3 separate regions of the Mus musculus genome follow, and all the other regions are linked to region 3. The links are chromatin contacts, called in public promoter capture Hi-C maps. All regions are on one chromosome and are shown on one strand. The core of a region is the stretch at or near the end of the contact, and the rest is flanking DNA. Distances in the headings are between cores, read along the strand shown.

What was found. Promoter capture Hi-C pulls out the DNA fragments that hold promoters and counts their contacts.
Region 1: a contact with region 3 is called in a promoter capture Hi-C map of hippocampal neurons, with 3 times the contacts expected there. The contact joins the promoter of Cfap73 here to the promoter of Rpl6 in region 3. A contact is called at or near these places in 2 of 39 promoter capture datasets (the 3T3-L1 cell line and hippocampal neurons), 1 of 484 Hi-C or Micro-C datasets (embryonic stem cells) and 1 of 115 datasets of contacts at active chromatin or transcription factors (double positive thymocytes).
Region 2: a contact with region 3 is called in a promoter capture Hi-C map of neural stem cells. The contact joins the promoter of Rita1 here to the promoter of Rpl6 in region 3. A contact is called at or near these places in 5 of 39 promoter capture datasets (the 3T3-L1 cell line, cranial neural crest, frontonasal cranial neural crest and 2 more), 3 of 484 Hi-C or Micro-C datasets (embryonic stem cells, muscle stem cells and myocytes) and 5 of 115 datasets of contacts at active chromatin or transcription factors (double positive thymocytes, embryonic stem cells and pancreatic cancer cells).

Annotation. Positions count from the first base shown.
Region 1 is chr5:120,632,595-120,636,141 of GRCm38.p6, forward strand. It overlaps Cfap73 (cilia and flagella associated protein 73), which reads right to left and starts at 1,641. Exons shown (of 7, transcript NM_001195094.1): 1 at 1,586-1,641; 2 at 1-53. The coding sequence starts at 1,641.
Region 2 is chr5:120,610,544-120,614,242 of GRCm38.p6, forward strand. Rita1 (RBPJ interacting and tubulin associated 1) reads right to left here and starts at 2,046. Exons shown (of 3, transcript NM_029096.3): 1 at 1,731-2,046; 2 at 835-1,186. The coding sequence starts at 1,103. Ddx54 (DEAD box helicase 54) reads left to right here and starts at 2,587. Exons shown (of 20, transcript NM_028041.2): 1 at 2,587-2,763. The coding sequence starts at 2,593.
Region 3 is chr5:121,203,140-121,206,752 of GRCm38.p6, forward strand. Rpl6 (ribosomal protein L6) reads left to right here and starts at 1,362. Exons shown (of 7, transcript NM_011290.5): 1 at 1,362-1,413; 2 at 2,267-2,524; 3 at 2,615-2,716; 4 at 3,528-3,613. The coding sequence starts at 2,267. It overlaps LOC115490270 (a small nucleolar RNA gene), which reads left to right and starts at 1,871; the gene lies at 1,871-2,004.

The sequences.
Region 1 (3,547 bases), core at 391-2,890, 570 kb before region 3:
CCAATATAAGCTGCAAGACCGAACTGTCATCCCCAGTCTGCTCCAGTGGCTTCCTGGAGGGACCCAAAGGGGAGGAGTTAACAAGAAGAGGGGGCAGACTCCCTGGGGAGGGTGTGTGTGTGTGTGACTGAGATGGCCTCACTCACAACCTACAGAGTCAGTTTGCTTTTGTTTTAAATGGTCTCATGTAGGCCAGGCTGGCCTTGAATTCTTGGTCTTGAAGCCTCTACCTCTTGAGTGTTAGGATGACAAGCATGGGGCTGGCACTCTGGATTTTTAATTTGTTCACAAGTTTGCTGTGTTCCTGTTCTGTCCAGGCAATGTCCTTGTCACAGAGGGTGTGACCATCAAGACAGACAGACAGACAGAAGCCCGTGTTCCTGGGAGCTGTACTCCCCTGAGGACCACAGACAGCTAAGATGGACACTAATAGCAAGCACTACCCGGTCACAGTGAACCCTGGGATATAAGAGTCAATATGACAGGACTGGAGAGATGGCTCAGCAGGTAAGAGCACTGACTGCTCTTCCACAGGTCCTGAGTTCAAATCCCAGCAATCACATGGTGGCTCACAATCATCTGTAATGGGATCCAAAGTCCTCTTCTGGTGTGCATCTGAAGACAGTGACAGTGTACTCATATAAATAAAATAAATAAACCTTAAAAAAGTCAGTAGACTAGAGGACTATTTTCAACATGGAGTCAGAAAGTCTGTCTGGTTGAAAGACAGACTGTGGCAGGCCACGGGGAAAGAAAACATTGGTCATAACCCAAAACGCTGGCCGTGACCCTGGCCAGAGATGAGAAACATGGGCAAGTTTTGAGCTTGGGGACAGTGAGTGCTCATGATGGGGGGCTTAGGATGCTCCGGCAAGGATGTCATTCTCATCCAGGTAGATATAATGGGGAGGTAAGAATGGACCCACTTGGTACAGCCGTCAGCCAACAGAACAGGGTAGGATAAGAGAGGGGTGACAGGGACCTCAGCAGCTGCAAGGATGTCCCTCTGAGGGATGTCTGTAGGATGACCACCCAAACTGGGAGCGTTTCTTCGTGGGGAGTGCTCCAAGAGAGACTGGCTGTGGGAGCCCAGCTCTCCCGGGGGTTGGTGAGATGGGAGGGAGTCAAAGAGAGTCTGACATCTCATTCAACAAGGCTCACCCAGCCCCTCATCAGAACAGTCAACGCGCCCCCGCCCCCACCCCTGCCCCAACTTGACAGATACAGGTCTCAGGGTCTGCAGGCAATACACCACAGAGCTGACATCCTTAAAATGCAGCTTCTCTGCTGGCCAGCAGCTCACAGGAAAATATTCCTTCCCACTCTGGTTCAAGGAGTTCATCTCTGAGATACTGGCCAAGGCTGGAGGCAGGAGCATGCTAGTCATCACGGAAGCTTAGAGGCTGGGCTCTAACCTGCTCACAGAGACCTTGGAGGGGAGACCTATCTGAGTTACGCATTCTCTTAGGGTTCTTGCACCCAAACTGCCCAAAGGAACGGGGCTGCAGGGACCCTAGAAGAAGGGATGGCCTCTCTGCTCGCTCTCCCTCCATCTTCCCCATTCACCCTCTCTTGGACCACTCACGGTTGCACTTTCTCGCTGAAGACCAGGCGGAAATACTCCTCCCAGGTCACTGCCATTGTTGCACAGGTGTCTCCAGCCACCTTAGCACAAGCCGAGGGACTGTCCTGTCTGGAACTCCCAGAAGCCCAAGGCCGAGCAAGCCGTGGTTGCCTGGGCAGCCAACAGTACACATTCTGTTGCCAGGCAGCAGCTTAGGACACACTCCTGACAGGGACAGACAGCAGCCAGAAAGGGAAGCTATCCTCTAATCTAAATTTGGAGGCTGTGGACAGGACGTGGGTCCTGGGGTCAATATTTTCTTTCCCGGGGGCAGGGGGAAGGAAAGCTGGGTCTAGCCATGCCTCTTCTCAGCTGGGTACAGTTTGGCATCATCATGCAACAGTTGGCTCCTTCATCCACACGGGAGATTAGGAGGAGCTGGATCGGGTCTCAGGGCTACAGCTCTCTCCTGTCACTGGGAGACTGAAGCTGGCGAATCTCTATGAGTTCCAGGACAGCTGGGGCTACACCAAAAAAGCCCTATCTTGGAAACAGCAGCAACACATTTATTCCATTTATTTACTGCATGTGGACATGTGTGCATCTGTGTATATATGTGTGTGTATGTATACTGTGCCCCCCCAAAGGGTAATTATTGAGTGCCTACTGTTTGCCCAGCCCTATGTACTACTGTCAGTCATTCTGAGGATGACTGCTGAGGAAGGGCTCTATTCCTTTGAGCTCCTGGCCCATGCAGATGATGGGGCTACCCATGTAGGTGATGCGGAGGTACCCATGCCAGTGATGGGGTTATGTCTCATGGAGCCTCAGCCTGGTTTGGAAAAAGCACTGCTCTGAAGAAGTACCCTGGGGAGGGCGGGTGATTTGCATTTGACCGGTGGAGGAGGGAGAGGCTGTCCCAGTTAGAGTAATTACTGTGGGTCAGACAGGATGCCCTCTGTTGTATAGTACAGCATTTAACCCAAGGCACTGGTACTAGGGGAAAGGACTTAGCAACAAATGGCCACCGTATAGCCAACCGGAAGCAGCAAGCAGTCCTTGGTCATCTGCTTCAAACTGTTCCAATCCCTCCCTCCTCCCCTCCCCTTCTTTCACCTCCACGACACAGGCTGGCCTCTAACTCACCGTGGTTCTCCCGCATTTGTTTCCTGTCATTTCCCCTTTCAAACGAATATATTTCTTTTTGTTTACCTTTAATTTTTTTTTTAATTGCTGGACACAGTGGCTCACACCTTTAATTCCAGAACTTGGGAGACAGAGGCTGGCAAATCTTTATGAGTTCCAGGACAGCTAGGGCTACACACAAAAAAAGCTCTATCTTGGAAACAACAACAACAAATTTATTACATTTATTTAGTGTGTGTGTGTGTGTGTGTGTGTGTGTGTAAAACCTGTGAGACTGGTTTCTCTCTTAACCTCATGGGACCTGGGGAGTAAGCCTCCTGTCTCCATCTCACAAATGCTGTGATTTACAGGCATGCCGGATAGCTTTATGCCAGCTTCACACACGCTAATGTCGTCAGAGAGGAGAGAACCTCAACTGAGAAAATGCCTCCAAAAGATGTACCAAAAAATGTCTACCAGCTGTAGACAAGCCTGTCAGTCATTCTTTTCATTAGTGATAGATGGGAGAGGGCCCCGCCCACTGTGGGTGGGACCATCCCTGGGCTGGTGCTCCTGAGTTCTGTAAGAAAGCAGGCTTAGCAAGCCATGGGGAGCAAGCCAGTGAGCAGCATCCCTCCATGGCCTCTGCATCAGCTCCTGCCTCCTCCAGATTCCTGCCCTGTCTGAGTTCCTGCCAATTGCCATTGGTGATAAACAGTTCTACGGAAGTGTGAGCAAAATAAACCCCTTCCTCCCCAAGTTGCTTTTGGTCACAGTGCATCGCAGCCACAATAACCCTAACTAGGACAGCTACCCAGCTCTATTCAGCTGATTGGTGGATTTAAGATAAGGTCTCAC
Region 2 (3,699 bases), core at 796-3,295, 590 kb before region 3:
AGATGGCTCAGTGGGTAAGAGCACCAACTGCTCTTCCACAGGTCCTGAGTTCAAATCCCAGCAACCACATGGTGGCTCACAACCACCCGTAATGAGATCTGACACCCTCTTCTGGTGCTGTCTGAAGACAGTTACAGTGTACTTATGTACAATAATAAATAAATCTTTGGGCCGGAGCAACCAGGGCTGAGAGAGTGGGACGGACCAGAGAAAACAGGGTTGGTCCAAGTGAGCGGGGAAGACTGGAGCAAGCAGAGGTCCAGGTCCTAAATTCAATTCCCAACAACCACATGAAGGCTCACAACCATCTGTACAGCTACAGTGTACTCATATACATAAAATAAATCTAAAAAAAAAAAAAAAAAAAAAAAGAACCAAGGCGCTTGGCCATGGCCACACAACAGGTCCCTAACAAGCTGTTCCAGGAGACCTGACGGCTACTCTGGTGGTCAGTTTCAATTGCCAACTTGGCAAGATCTGGGATCATCAGGAAGGAGAGTGGCAGAGAGCAATCAGCTATGTCAGGCTGGCCCGCTGCCATACCTACGATAGACCTTCCCCTTAGTACTAGTGTTTTACCTGCACATGCCTGGGGTGTCAGAAGCGGGGGATGGGGGTCAGATACCCTGGGACTGAATAAAAGCAAGAGAGTGTGCTGAGCATGCAATGTGACCAACCATCTCCACCCCACACTGCTGTGACTTCTTATAACCAAGGAGAGCAACTCAAACCCTTTCTTGCCCAAGTTCCTTCTGCCAAGAGTATTTTATCACGGCAACCAGGAAAGGGACCAAGACAGCCACCCTTAAAACAGGAGTGCACCCCCCACCTTACCTGTATTTGTTTTTCTTCCTTGGTGTGAGGTTTGGGGTGCTGCCCCTGGAAGAGGGGGACTCACAGTCTCTCTTGGCCAGAGAGCCCTTCGGTGGTCCTGGGCCCACTCCTCTGGATCGGTTACAATTCTGCACCCAGGGTGGGTCAAAGTCTGGTTGGGCAGGTCTGGTTCTTGCTGGGCTGCCAAACAGGGTCTCATCCACATAGGATGCCCTGGCCTTGACCCTGTAGCTGGTGGGACTGCGGTGCTGAAGGTGGAGGGCTTTCATTCCGCTGCTGGGCCGGTGCCACCGGGGTCTTCACGTTGCCCAGTGGGTGTGGTGTGCCTGACAGACTCAGCCTCCAGGGCTCCCTGTAATAGGGGTCGGAATGAGCAATCAGCTTTTCCAAGTAAGAGCAGCAGCTTGGAATAACAAGCCCAAGGGCAAAAAGGGCTTTTTCTTGCTGAGGGAAAGCGACTGGTTTTTCTCAAAGGACTACTGTTGTTCAGTGGACACCTTGGAAGTGCTTCACTTTCTTGCCCGTCCCCGACACCCAATTTCAGTAGTCCAAGGTGGCCTGAAACTCACTATATTAAACTTTATTATATAGCCAAGAATGACCTTTAACTCCGGATCCTCCCGCTTCTACTTCCCACGGAGAACTGCACGATCGCCTGGCGTCTGAGGTGCATGGGTCAGGCTAAAGCAGGCACTGTCTTTTTAGTTGTGAAGACGGGAGAAAATGCCGTCAGCAAATATTTAATGAATAAGTAAATACACAATTACACCCTACAGTGTATGCTCAACAAATATAGTACGACTGCGGGCGTGCAGGGGAATGGCACCAACCAGACAAACTAATTAGGGTGGAAGAGGGAAAGGGGCTCCCAAGCTACTGTCGCCCCCCATTCCTACCTTGTGCAAAGCGCTTTGCAAACGTGGTGCGTTCCAGTCCTCGCCAACCAGTCTCATACGAAATGCATTTTCCCCGAGTCCAGCTCAGGCTCCCAACAGCAGAGTAGCAACGCACCGGCCAGCTTACAGAGCTGAAAGCGCAGGCGTCACGGGATCTCCATGCCTGGTGCTTTTTCTCCTGGAGCCTCCGGCCAGAAAGCTCTGTCTCCGCCACATTTAAAGCCTCATAGCACAGAATCAGCAAGGGCGCCACAGCGACACGCGCCCACCCGCATCCCTTGCTGGGCAACCGGTGCGACGCCCCACCCCTGCGCACTGGTACGTCCCTATACCCCGCCCTCGCGCTGATGGTACGTTCCACAGGCCACACCCCCAGCCTCATCTGTACATCCATTAGGCCCCGCCCCTTGGTAGGGTCAACCTTGCGTGGTTGGTACATTCCTCGAGTTTGTCCACACGTTCAGTTGTTATGTCCCTCAGGTCCTGCTCTCTTTACAGTTACCACATCTCTCACAGCTTGGCATTCGCGCAGTTAGTAGGTCCCTTAAGCATCTATCACGGTTCAGTTGACACATTCCGCCCCCACCAGTTGGTATGTCCCTCAGGCCTCGCCTCTGCCCGGCTGGTACACCACTTAGGCCCCGCCCCCGTTCTGTTGGTTCCTCCTTCTGGCTTCGCCCATTGATAAAGCCATGTTGACGCTCCGCCCCTGCGAAGTTGGTTGGTTTCCTCAGGCCCGGCCCCGCCCTACGGGTGAAACCTGGATTCTCGACGCCGCTCTTGCGTCTCACAGGCTCCGCCCCCGCGCAGTCGACGCGTCCCTTAGGCCCCGCCCTCTTCCGGGTCTAAGAGCCCGGCCCGCATGGCTGCTGGCAGACGTGTGGGACCTGGCCCGCCGTCGCGTCCCACCATGGCGCCGTGGAAGAAGAAGAGGCTGCGGAAACGCCGAACTGGGGCTTCCCAAGGCCGCGACAGCGACTCGGATGACGGCGAGTTCGAGATCCAGGCGGAGGATGACGCCCGGGCGAGGAAGGTAAGAGCGCGAGGGGGCTCCCTGTTCGGGCTCTCGGCCTGCGCCCTTCCGCTTGTCCGTCTCACTAATCGCGGTCCCTCATTGGGTCCCTTCGCGTGGGGGACGGGCTCGAGTTTACGCAGCCAATAGAAAGTGCAAGTGCGGAAGGTCCGCCTGAGTTTGGGGCGGTCTTAGATGAGAAAATTAAAGGGAAGGCCGGACCACTCTTCTGAGAAGCCGGTTTTAAACTAAACTAGTATTTACGGACTTATGTCGTGCTCTAGCTATGCCAGGCTCACCAGCAATGTCAGGGAGGACAGCAGGATTGGAACTGGGGATGGTCCGGTTCCAGTTGTATTCATCTTGGGGGATAGGTGTGATCACCAAGTGGGGCACAAAAGCCTATCGTTCATGACGCCCATCGTCTTGTGCATAGCGGGTATATCTGGTTCTCCATTTCTCCTTCCCAGCTCAGTCAATGAGCTGCACTCGTTAAGTGGTCAGTAAATGTGCAGAGACAGCTAGAGGCAATGAGAACGCTGGTGTTCATTGGCAAATACAAGAAGGCTGCTCCCGTGGTTCAGACCAAGGGTTTTGCTGAGGCCCAGTCCGGCACAGGCTGGCTGTAGTAAGACGTAATAAACTTTACAAGTCAAAACCCAGCCTGTGGGCTCTGAATGTAGCTTTGTTGATAGAGCGCTTGCCTGGCGTGTGCAGAGCCCTGGGTTTGAAGGCCATCACCAGGTAAAAGCAGGTATTGTGGCACACACCTGTAATCTTAGCTCCCAGGGTAGGAGTGGTGGCGGCAGGAGGATCAGGAGTCCAAGGCCACCCTGAGCTGGTAAGAGCGCCACCACCAATTCTTAATATTTTGCTGTACAAAAAAACCCAAAGGCTCCTCCAACCCGGGAAACACATGCTTATTAAAGGGCTTGTCGCACACCTGATGTAAATATG
Region 3 (3,613 bases), core at 112-2,611:
TAGCATTGCAAATGTAAATGAGCGAAATACCTAATAAAAAATGGAAAAAAAAAAAAAAGAAAAAAAAAAAGAAGATAAAAAAAAAAAAAAGAAAGTCAAGAGAAAAGCTCCTACCACTAGCAACAGGCAACAGACAAGTAGAAGACAATAGAAATCATGTGTATACGTCGTTCTAAGCACTATGAGGTAGAGGATAATTGTTATATGCGGGGCCTGTGATGACCTAAGTCCTCTTAAGATGACTGATCTCTAGGCCTCATGTGGTAGAGAGAGCCGGCGTCCCCAAGTTGTCCACTGACTTCCATCTGTATGCTGGGGCATGCATCCACTCCCCACTCCCACATGCTCACATAAGCATACACATAAAATAAAATGTAATAAAAAGTAAGGCACTGTCAGGTATACAGTGTCATTTTTCAAAGGATAGTAGCTTATTTAAAAATGTAATGAACAAAAAAGTTTTATTTTAAATCTTATTTATTTTTTCCTATTTAATTTGTTTATTTTGTTTTGGGGGCAGGGTTTGCTTGCATAGCCTTGGCTCTCCTAGAACTAGCTTTGTAGTTCAGGCTGGCCTCAAACTCACAGAGATCTACCAGCCTCTGCCTTCCTAGTGCTGGGATTGAAGGGGTGTGCCACCACTGTCAGACTTTTTTTTTTTAAAGATTTATTTATTTATTTATTATTTATGTATTTGGTTTTCAAAACAGGGTTTCTCTGCATAGCCCTGGCAAGATTTATTTATCTTATGTATATGAGTACACTACACTGTAGCTGTCTTCAGACACACCAGAAGAGGGTATGGGATCCCATTACAGATGGTTATGAGCCATCATGTGGTTGCTGGAAATTGAACTCAAAAAACTCTGGAAGAGCAGCCAGTTCTCTTAACCACTGGGCCATCACTCCAACCCTAACCTTTAGTTTTTAGAAGATAACTCTGGCCAGGCGTGGTGCAACACGCCTTTAATCCCAACACTTGGGCGGCAAAGGCAGGTGGATTTCTGAGTTCGAGGCCAGCCTGGTCTACAGCATGAGTTCCAGGACAGGCAGGGCTACACAGAGAAACCCTGTCTCGAAAAACCAAAAAAAAAAAAAAAAGAAGAAGAAGGAGGAGGAGGAGAAGAAGAAAACTCTGTAAAGTCCTTTCTTCCACCACATGAGTCGCAAGGCTCAAAGTCTGTTCATCATTTTAGGAGAAAGCGCTTTTACTTGCTCAGCCATCTCAGCTGCCCTTACCTATTAGGGTGGGGGTGGGGCCTGGGGGGACGTTCCCTAGGTGCATTGCCACGGAGTAAAGAAAAACTACATTTCCCATGATGCCCCATACAGGAAGGAAGTGATCTTGGTCACCTCCCGTCATTGCTTATAGACCGGAAGCCGCTGCCTTAGTTCTCTTTCCCGTCTTGCAAGGTAGGAATGGCGGGCGTCTGTGTGGCAGCGGCTTTCGGGACCCCAATCCTCGTCCATCCGAAATTGGGGGACATCCGGGGATCACTACCCAGGGCCGCCTATGGTCGGGATCATTCGCCAGATCTCTCGGGAGCTTCATTTCTGTCAGCGTGGGTTGGCGGGGGGCTAAGAACGAGCGTAGCGCCCGAGATGGTCGCTGGGCCCTGCCGGCTGCCGTAACCTGGGGAGGGTTGGAGGGCCTGTGTTGCGACTTGCGACCCTGCAGTGGGGGTTCCAGAACCTTCTGTTGAGCCTGTCTTGGCCACGTTGGGCTTCGCGACTGAAGGTGGGGAACCGCGTCCCCGGAAGACGACCGGAGAGCACCGCTGTCGGCTACTTTGCGGAGCTGGGGCCATCGTGGTGGCTTCGGGACCTAGGGCGACACCAGAGGGGGAGGTCTCGGGTGTTCCGTGCTGGTGCATGGGTTTGGATTTATGGCAGGCCCGTTCCCCTGGGTCTGTCATAGTGTCCCGTGCTAGAGCAACCCGTGGCCCCGAACCATTGCCTGGCCTCTGCCTGTAGGCTGCTGGCACTGAAGTGGGTCGCACAGAAGAGCCTCGAGATTCTGGGCTTCCTTGCCTGTGTAGACACTAGCAAAGATTGTCTTTGGTTTTCTGATTCACAAAAATGGAAGAATAAGATAAGGAACCACAAAAAAGTTTTTTAGCAAAAAAAAAAAAACAAAAAAACTAATAGTGCTAGATACTTAACCCTGTGTTTGGAAGGAAGAGGCATTGCAAGCATCAGAGGATGGTTTTCATACTAGCTTGTTGACAAATGGTTGATGAAATGCCTTTATTGTTTATATCCCTAGATGGCGGGTGAAAAAGCGCCTGATACAAAGGAGAAGAAACCTGCGGCCAAGAAGGCTGGCAGTGATGCTGCTGCCTCCCGGCCCCGGGCCGCCAAAGTAGCCAAAAAGGTTCACCCTAAGGGTAAAAAGCCCAAGAAGGCGAAGCCCCATTGCAGCCGAAACCCTGTCCTGGTGAGAGGAATTGGCAGGTACTCCCGATCTGCTATGTACTCCAGGAAGGCCTTGTACAAAAGGAAATACTCGGCTGCCAAGACCAAGGTAGGAGAGGGAACGGATGGCCCACTATGATGCCTTATTCCTGCGTTTGAGGTCTGGCAGGATCCTGGATTGATGGGTTTGTCTTTGTAGGTTGAGAAGAAGAAGAAAAAAGAGAAGGTCCTTGCTACTGTCACCAAAACAGTTGGTGGGGACAAGAACGGTGGCACCCGGGTGGTGAAGCTTCGAAAAATGGTGAGATCTAGTTTGGGTTGCTTTCCTTGGGGTTAGGGTTGAGGCTTGTCTGAAAGAGGCTATGTCAGTCAAGTCTAGTTGGGATAAGCTCTCAGGCTGGGGGTGTAGCTCATAGTGGGACCAGCACACTGGGGTTCTGGCTACTCCATTGCTGGCAAGTGGAAGGTGGGTATTTATCAAACTTGTGGTATTGATGTCTAGTTTTCCCTCTTGAAGAAAGTGGGTGTGTGCCTTCTGCCAAGGTAGAAGAGGTATGATGCGCTTTGTACCTTTGCCTCGGGTAGCCTGGTCTGATCTGAAACTCCCTTCTGAGCCACCTTCCCCATATTTGGCTGTGACCTTAACTCCTAAGAAGTGTGTTAGAGTTCCAAGCCCCAAGGAAAGCTTGGGAATGAGTGGAGAGATGCCTCGGGGTAAGGGGACAGTGCTGTTCCCAGCCTCTGCTACAGGCTCTTCCCAGCCACCTGGAACTCCCACTCCCAAGGATAACTCAGTGGCACATGTACTCATGGGCATACCCAGGGACACATGCAAACCGCATTCCTTTAATCCCAGCCCTCGAGGGGCAAAGGCAGGCTGATCTCAATGTTCTAAGCCACCCAGGGCTACAGAGAAACCCTGTCTCAGAAAAGCAAAACAAGCCAAACACTTTTTAAAAAGGTTAGAGTGTCTGTCTCCAGTGTGCCAGAGGTTCCTTTCTGTGTTGTCAGTGGGGCTTGACTCTTGGGGTTTTCAAGGCTGTGTCTCTGAATGCAGCTCTGGTGGGCTGAGCAGATTGCTCAATGGTGTGTGGTGCCGGTGCTCTCTCCAGCCTAGGTATTATCCCACCGAAGATGTTCCTCGGAAGCTGCTGAGCCACGGCAAGAAGCCCTTCAGCCAGCACGTGAGAAGGCTACG